2 separate regions of the Bicyclus anynana genome follow, and region 1 is linked to region 2. Evidence: chromatin contacts called from public Hi-C data. All regions are on one chromosome and are shown on one strand. Each heading gives the region's core, a stretch centred on a gene start, on an enhancer-like site or on the middle of the called end of the contact. The rest is flanking DNA. Distances are from core to core; before and after follow the strand shown. Region 1 holds the start of LOC112048368 (cytochrome c oxidase subunit 5A, mitochondrial). Region 2 holds the start of LOC112056718 (scm-like with four MBT domains protein 1).

What was found. A called contact is a pair of places that touch in the nucleus more often than the background predicts.
Region 1: a Hi-C map of whole body shows a contact between it and region 2, with 1.8 times the contacts expected there. The contact joins the promoter of LOC112048368 here to the promoter of LOC112056718 in region 2. A contact is called at or near these places in 2 of 2 Hi-C or Micro-C datasets (whole body and whole larva).

The regions. Positions count from the first base shown.
Region 1 is chr1:18,346,539-18,351,005 of ilBicAnyn1.1, forward strand. It overlaps LOC112048368 (cytochrome c oxidase subunit 5A, mitochondrial), which reads right to left and starts at 1,389. Exons shown (of 3, transcript XM_024085866.2): 1 at 1,183-1,389. The coding sequence starts at 1,319. It overlaps LOC112048357 (bifunctional arginine demethylase and lysyl-hydroxylase PSR), which reads right to left. Exons shown (of 3, transcript XM_024085855.2): 2 at 3,714-4,417; 3 at 2,586-3,394. The coding sequence ends at 3,008.
Region 2 is chr1:18,180,739-18,184,700 of ilBicAnyn1.1, forward strand. It overlaps LOC112056718 (scm-like with four MBT domains protein 1), which reads left to right and starts at 1,716. Exons shown (of 12, transcript XM_052881186.1): 1 at 1,716-1,918. The coding sequence starts at 1,847. It overlaps LOC112044278 (CSC1-like protein 2), which reads right to left and starts at 1,144. Exons shown (of 1, transcript XM_024080075.2): 1 at 1-1,144. The coding sequence starts at 852.

The DNA of each region.
Region 1 (4,467 bases), core at 139-2,638, 170 kb after region 2:
ATTAAATTGTATTTGTCTGTGATAAATGGGAAGTAGTAATCATATTTAGGGAGAAGGATAACAAAGGTAAACTTTTTGAACCGTGCATCCTTCTAGAGTCCAGAAGTTTCTTGGTAATTAGACTTTCAAACAAAGAATGTAAAAACAATTTGTAAGAACTAAAGAATTTAGGGCCACTATCAGGAAACTGAAGTAGAAGTGATCACACACTTGGGAGAAATGAATGTTAATGTTCACAGGTAAACTAAAAAGAGCGACAGCTGAGGCAAAGATAGGCGTGCTTTAAAGCCTAACATACACACCACAACATATATCGAGAAAAAGAAAGACAAATGTCAACCAATAGCAGCACACTCAAATCGCTTTCTCTCTTTCATGGTGTTGGGACTAAAGGGAGAGCTATATTTTAACTCTACAACTATTGGCTAACAATATGTCTTTTTCTCTTTTCAATTCAAGATATGTTGTTGACTAATGATAGGCCTACAGGGTAACTAGACATGAATTGCAAGAAGGCACAGTGGGAATTGGTAGACATCAGTGGAAAATATCCTAATAGTGGTTCATATGATGTTTTTGCTTATTTGTTATTCAAATAATTATAATGTATTTTAGAATATATATCTATATCTATAACTTTATCACCACAGAGAAGTACTTTTATAGCCTGGTCTCGTGATAAGCTCTAATGTATTGTTTCACCTAGGTCTAGGACCAAGGAGTTAAGTTCTAAAATGTGTATATATCTTCATTAGTGTATATGCAAACCAGAACTGCAAGGTATAGAAATATCACACAAAAACTACTGAAATAATTGGGTGTGTTTTAGAGATAGCCTGAATTAAACATACTTTTAACTTGATCTGTTAGTTTAGTATGATTTCATCAATAACTGTGACATAACTGTCCAGTAGGCATTAATGTACATTTTCATATTGACGCTACTTGTTGTAGATGTGTAAAAAAATAAAGATAAAAACCTAACCTAACCAAAAAGTTGTCTACTAATTAATAATAGAGCTTTTTCAGGGTTCAGATTTTTAAGATCAGAGCAAATTGGAATAGCTCAATATTCGCAACTTTAGGACTCTGCATAGTATACTAAATTTAATATGATAACAATATGTAAAGGAGAAAAGATAACATATATTCTGTTACATAACATTAATTTTTAACACTAACCTGGCATCGAATTCTTCGTCGGATTCCTGGGGACCATCGTGCGATCTCCTCACAGCATTGATGGCGCATACCCTAGTGGGTGAAACCAGAGATTTTTTTAGTGCATTTACTAATCTACCTGAAGTGGATCGCAACATTTTTATTCAATTTTTCCTTGCGCTGTACAAAATCACGATAACAAATGGCTGCTGAAATTTGAAAACCATAGACAATTTGACAGCTGTATCGATTTTAATAACCACAGACGACAAATGAAGATTTTAATGTTTACCCACAGATTAGATATAGAGATAAAAAAATATTGAAAAAAAACACTTTAGTAGATATTAGGATATTCGAGCCGGTGGCCCGTGCCCCGAGGCCGCCGGCCGGTTCTTAACTCATGACTCATTTCACTAGACAGACCCGGATTTTATGATGCTCCAACTTCCAGAACATTTTTTTTATAACGCTTACCTAAAGCTATTTACTCTGGTGAAATTTACACGTCGGCCGTAGACCTAGACCGGCGTTCCATTAGAGTCCACCTACAGAAGGCAGTTAACGTTATAGGCAAATGGTTCCGCCTCTGGCGGATAGAAGTCAACCCAGAGAAAAGCGCAGCCGTGCTTTTCACTGGCAAACCGGTCCTCCGAAAAAAAACCCGTAATCAAAGAAGTCTCCCTTTATGGAGCTCCCATCCCCTGGCAATGTACTGCCAAAATACCTGGGCGTAACCTTTGACAACCGCATGCTTGCTTCTCCATGCACATCAATAAAGCGTGGAAAAAGGTTGCACTGCAATGCACCGCCTTTACGCAATGATAAACAAAAAAAAAATTGCACCTCCGTTCAAAGCTAACGCTTTATAAAACCACGACTCGTCCGATCTTAAACCTACGCTAGTGTAGTGTTTGCCCACCGTCCCAAAACTACCTATAAGCCGCTCCAAACATTACAAAACCGGTTTCTGCGACAAATTGGGCGCACCGTGGTTCGTACGCAATAACGACTTCCATTGACTTTCTTTATTTTTCTACTATCTTTATTTCAGCCTTCGGGTCTCATCAGGCGAAGCTTCTGCGCTCGCCCAAACCCCCCGGTGTCACCGTAGTGGTCCCACATGGAGCCATCGGCACACGAACACGAAAAAAAAAATGGTGAAATGTTTTACGTTACACCATATAACACCCACCCATATGTTACACACCATGTAACACACACACTCACTTACACTGACGCAAAGAATTTAATTTATTTACTGATTAAGCGTCATCGCCTTGATGCTTTGGAAAAAAAAGCTGTTTTTTTCAAAATACAAATCTTAATTTTTTGCAAGATATTAATTTTATTTTTTTAAAAAAATATCAATTATAATGCAACACATAGGTCTAAATCATTAGGATTTAATAAAAAGACAAATGCCTCATGACAATATTATCGTATATTAAGAAGGTTGGTCCAATAACAAAAAACAAAATATAATTTGATAAACACAGTGGCATAACTATAGGGTGGAATGGCAGGTAGAATACCAGGGGCCACCAGCATGATGGGGTTTCCAGACAGCAAGGCTACAAACTCATAAATTTATTATTATTTAAAATTATTTAAATAATAATCAACACTGTGACCATTATTCTGGAGCCCCAACCAATAAACTTGCCATAGCTCTCAGATGGTAGTTACATCACTGGACAAACAACAATTTATGTCAATTAAACCTAATAATACCAAATACTTATAATAAACAAGAAATAATAATAAAATAAACTGATAAAATTGTCGCTTACATAAATAATAATTAATTAATTACATAATATTATGAATTGAACTACAAGTTACTTCAAACTTTTCGTTTTCTCTTTTTCTTATGTGCCGTGATACTCTCTTGGCCGCTATCTTCTTCATTGGAACTAGCTGTCGAGCTACTGTCACTGTCACTGCTTGAGGAGCTGCTATTGGAAGAGCTATCCGAAGCTACTCCTGTACCCTGACTCAAGTCCATGCTACTTGCGATCTTATAAAGCTCTGGATCTTTGACTTCTAGTACTTTAGCCCACTTCTTTGAAAGCTTCGGCCGCCCTCTCACTGTCTTGTGCCAGACAACTGGGAAGTTGGTGCGACTGCAAAAGTTCTGCGTCACAGCCACAGTGTCATCTAGATTGAGAACAACGTGCCACCAACCGCCAGGGACAAACACTGTCTCACCAGGCTTCTGAAGGATTTCAACCTGAAATTCAAAGTTTTAAGCAATTTGTATTTAAGACAAGACTTTGTTATTTCCTTGGTTATTCAAAGATTAAATGTTTGTTATTAAAAAAATCCTTGTTTATTTTGTCTATTATTATTGAGACTTTAATGTTGCAACTTAATAATGTGTTTTGAAAGAGTTACTATATTTTTACATACAATGACTCATTACCATATGAGTTATTTCACAATAAGCAGTACTGGGTCATAAGAATAAACAAAAAGAGATATATAAAACGGGTTGATGATGATGGTCTAAAATACTAGTGGTTACATGCACAAATCAAAAACAATCATACTGGTTTATATTCTTTGGGCCAGGAATCCAGTTGAGTCTTAGGATAAATAAGTTTGAACCAAGTAATAGCTTCATCTCTCTGTTTACCGCCCATCAGTCCAGTCACTTTTATCAGTTCTCGAGGTGTCTGGGTTGGAAATAAGCACCATCTCTTGTGCCCAAAGACCAATGCATTCCAAGCACTCGTACCCAACGGGTCAATATGTATACCAGTACCAGACCGCTGAGGCCCCATCACAAACCAGCGGTAAGGTGGGCGTCTCTCTTCCCCGCAGTACTTAAACAAATCATCCCTAAAGTATAAAGGTACTTCATAATCTTCCAAGAGTTTTTTCCTTCTTGGATGTTCTCCAAAACTGCTATCAAAAATATAAAGAGGACTATCGTCAATCGTTGTCCTCATATACTCTATGTAATATTTCATTTTCATTTTTACACTATAACCTTCATTGTCTTCTCCACACTTGAATTTTTGGTTGCGATACTTTTTGGCGAGTCTGTCTTGCGTCCACTTGTGATTGGCCCGCCAGTTGGTCTGAACGTTGGTAATCACAACTGGCTTATAAACTTTTTCATATTTCTCTATAAACTCCTCAGGAGTGCACTCGGTTTCGTTTATTCTATCCACATTGTCCTTACATTTTATAAACTCTTCAAAATTATTTGCATACTTTAAAGCTGTCCATTGGTATTTGTCTGCCAACTCTGAAAGTTATTGTAATACTTTAATATAAAATGCAACAACATCAATCTGG
Region 2 (3,962 bases), core at 466-2,965:
TGTATCTGTGTATATCAGAGCTTCACTCACCATTTCCTTCTTCTCTTGTACTTCATTCAACTTGTTGATGTTGTAAGCAAGGCGGAGATCCACAATTTGTATGTGTGGGAAGTTGTGTGTAAAATATCCTCGTATAGTGGCCTCGTTTCTATCAGCTCTCGAAATGTTTGTAATCATAATAGTACCAGTCATCGAGGTGGGGACTGGTTTCCTGCCAGTGCATCTTCTCATGATTAGAACTGATATAGGCAAAAATAAAATACTCATCAGTGTATGTACCCATAGCCAAGGCGATTGCCCGTTTATGTTGGATAGAGTAGTGCGACTGAACGTGTTTGCGTCCAGTTGGTATGATCCTTGGAAGTTGATTGGTAAAATTATACCTATGGAGACTAACGTGACGATGAACATAAGCGTTATCGCGTGTCTCTGGAAGGAGAGGTAGTGGACGGCATCTGGGCCGCATTTAGCGAGGACGTGCTCGCGGGTAAGGCGGAACACGGCCGGCAGCCAGGCGAAGAACCCTTCGTCGATGCTCAGAGACTCGTCTGCACTCCGTCGTCTCTCTACCAAAGCGTCGTTATCTCCGCCGCGGTAAAACAAATTCGTCCACCTGCTCTTCGACCGCTGCACGAGCGCCATACGCCCGTAGTTCCACGCCGTGCGCCGCAGAACCGTAAACAATAATATCAAACATGTCCATGATATCACGTTAAGAATCAAAGTTTGCGGTATCCCATTGTACGCCCCCGTAATTATTACACTCTGCGATGTGTTCAGGAGCATACAGCCCTCGTCGTTGGTCCCATTCGAAATGTTGGCTGCTAAAGACTGAAACATATTGTCCTGCATTCTTGATGTTACTTCTCGATCGGCGAAGAGAAAGTGTTTAGTGATCACATAATTTGGACACAAACGCACTGCGATATCTTAACTGATTAGTCACGTTAGTTGCTAACACTTATACACTTGTTTAACTGTACAATACTGGTTTCATATTGTTCCTTTTAAAAATTAATTATCTTGACAAAGAAATAAATACAGGAATGACAAATTGCCTAATCAAACTCAACTCCACAGATTAATAGATAATAATCAAATAAAACTCAACTCATCAAATAAAAAATTAGAGTTACAGACAAACAACCTGAATTGGGAGTATTATATTGTGGCCTGAATTTTTTTTCTATAAATAGTAGTCTATGCTTTTGCTTATCAAGAATTTTCCATGGATAGATATTTTCTTTGGATTGTCGTAACGGATACAGTGTACATGCATTGTATTTAACTTTTTAATATATTTACGGCTCTGAATAATAAATTATTAAAAGACTTAAAGAATATAACCCACTCTCAGACCAATTTACCATTGGACTTGTATCGCTCTCAAATTCAGACATCTTAATTATTTGTCTGTCATTTTTGAGGGGACGAGTTAAACAGCCATCGAAAATATTTAACGTTGGATCGTTGACCATACTTTGACAGAGGGGAAAGGCTAGTGAGGCAGGTCCCTATATAACTCGTCTGAGGTACAGCTAAGCACAAACCAATGGGCTCGAATGAGTTAGAACTCAGAGCTGCAAACCCAGTTTAAAAAAAACTTTTTTCTCTGTCTACGTATTTTAGCGGAAATTACGGAAACCGGATGTATCTTTGACTGTAACTGAGTTACCAGATGGAAAAATAAATTCGAATGAACTTCAATATTTTTTCAATTTCATTCAGTAAAAAAACTCCAAAGGAAGGGTGCTGAAGTTTCGTTTTCATGTAGAGCTTAAATTAAAATCAATTTTAAACCAATGAAGTTAATGAAGTCCCTAACTAAACCGTAGTTTGCTAAACAATGGAATTCGATTGGAATAATTATTTAGAAGATACAAAAAGCGTCGCTGTACCCGAAGAATTATTTTCTCATGTAAGTTGCGACTTTTAACTGCTGTTTAATGTTGTATAATTATTATTGATAAAAGTACTTTAGATCTAGTTTTATTTGTTTAAAAATGGTTTGTTTGAATTTGTTTGTTGATTATTTATTATGCTAAAAATAAATAATTTTTAGAGATAGCTTAGATGAGTTAAGAAAAGTTGCTGAAATATATTTTTTGAACAGATTCGCGACAAAGGCCATGGGTAAGCTATTTTTAGATCGCTGTGTACAAAAACTATTAAGATAGTCTTAATATACTAGGAAATCTCTATTAATTAATTTATTTGGTCCTATTATTTTAATTATTATTGAATTATGATTAACCATATGGAAAGCACTATCAAATGTTATTTATGTGTGCCAACTCATTACAATTGAATAATAACGAAACTAGGATTACAATAATTACAGGAAAATTAATTTCATAAATATACTAATTGTATTTTGTGTATATTATAATTAAATAACTTACCTATATTTTGTAAACTAACTGAGCAATAAAGTTAGTTTACAACATATAATAATTATTACACATACATTATAATTATTTACTTAATAAAATAAATTATCTATAATCTTAAAATAATTACCTAAGTAACATCTTTCTGTTCAATAAACTTACCTCTGCAATAAACTTAGCCTCATGAATATTAACTAATAACTCATTACTAGAACATTATGATTCAAATCCACTTTTCACAATAAGTAAGAAAAATATTTAAATAATTACTATAAAAATCACAGATGAATGATATACCTAGTAACTACCATAGAAATAATAATTAAAAATGTGAAATTAATATTGCTTTATGTGATTAATTATACTGTAACTAGTATAATGTTGTAAGTATTATTAATTATTACATGTAGTATTGTTAGTTGTAAGTATAATTTGAAATTAATCATAAAAATTATTCCTATTCTTTGTTATGATGTGACCATGGATTTAAAATTATGCACGATATGTTAATCTCAATTTTCAAGGTGACTAACTCTTTGCTGAATTTAACAATACATTGCAGTACTTATATACATGTTTTATAGAAGTGGAAATATGGAGATTCCAAAAGATACATAAATCATAAGTATAAAATATAGCATATAACTGATCACTTGCTGATAATGTTGTTTTCCATTGGTGAAGAATTTTTAAAATCAGTTCTGTAGTTTGGGAGCCTATCAGTAACAAACAAAAAATAAAGTCTGTATAATATTAATTAAGACTAGCAGACACCTGTGACTTCATACTAGTGGAAAAATCTGACTCCTTTACTGATAACTTTGATGACATCTTTAATAATAATCTAATAATATATATTTATAAAAATGAATTGCTGTTTGTTAGTCCAGCTAAAATTCGGCGGAATAGATGTATCCTATCTAGGTCTTGAAATGTTTGTGGAGGTATAGGTGAGAAAAATTAGAATAATTGCCAGGATTTTAGGAATTCTATTTTCCATAAAAACATTTAAGAGTCAAGGGGTAGTATAGAGTAGTGTACTGCTAATATAATAAATATGTGGTTCTGTTCAATCTTTTTAAAAGGAAGGAACACTATTAATTGGAATGTTTAAAAATGTCTTGACTGTAGCTCAGAATTATGAACATACAAGATATAAAAAAAATATCACAGCATTAAGAAAATTCTGTAATCTGTAATTAACAGACTACATAAAATAATAGAAAGATTATCAAAAATCTTTACTTCTATACTAATACTATAAATGCGAAAGTAAGTCTGACTGTCTGTTAACTTTTCATGACTAAACGGCTTAACCGATCAAGATGAATTTTGGTATTATGATAAATGGGACCTTGGAGCAGAACATAGCCTACTTTTTATCTATAAAATAAAAAGAAAAGGAGGTGAAATAGGGGTTGAAAGTTTCTATAGAAAGTCGTCCATTTTTAGAGTTACGGTTATAAAAATTTGTGCTTTTAAAATAATAATCTAAAAAATTTAAGAAAATTCAACCTGGGTTGAAGCAGGGGTTGAGCTTTTTTATGTCAGTCTGTCATTTTTCAAATCAAG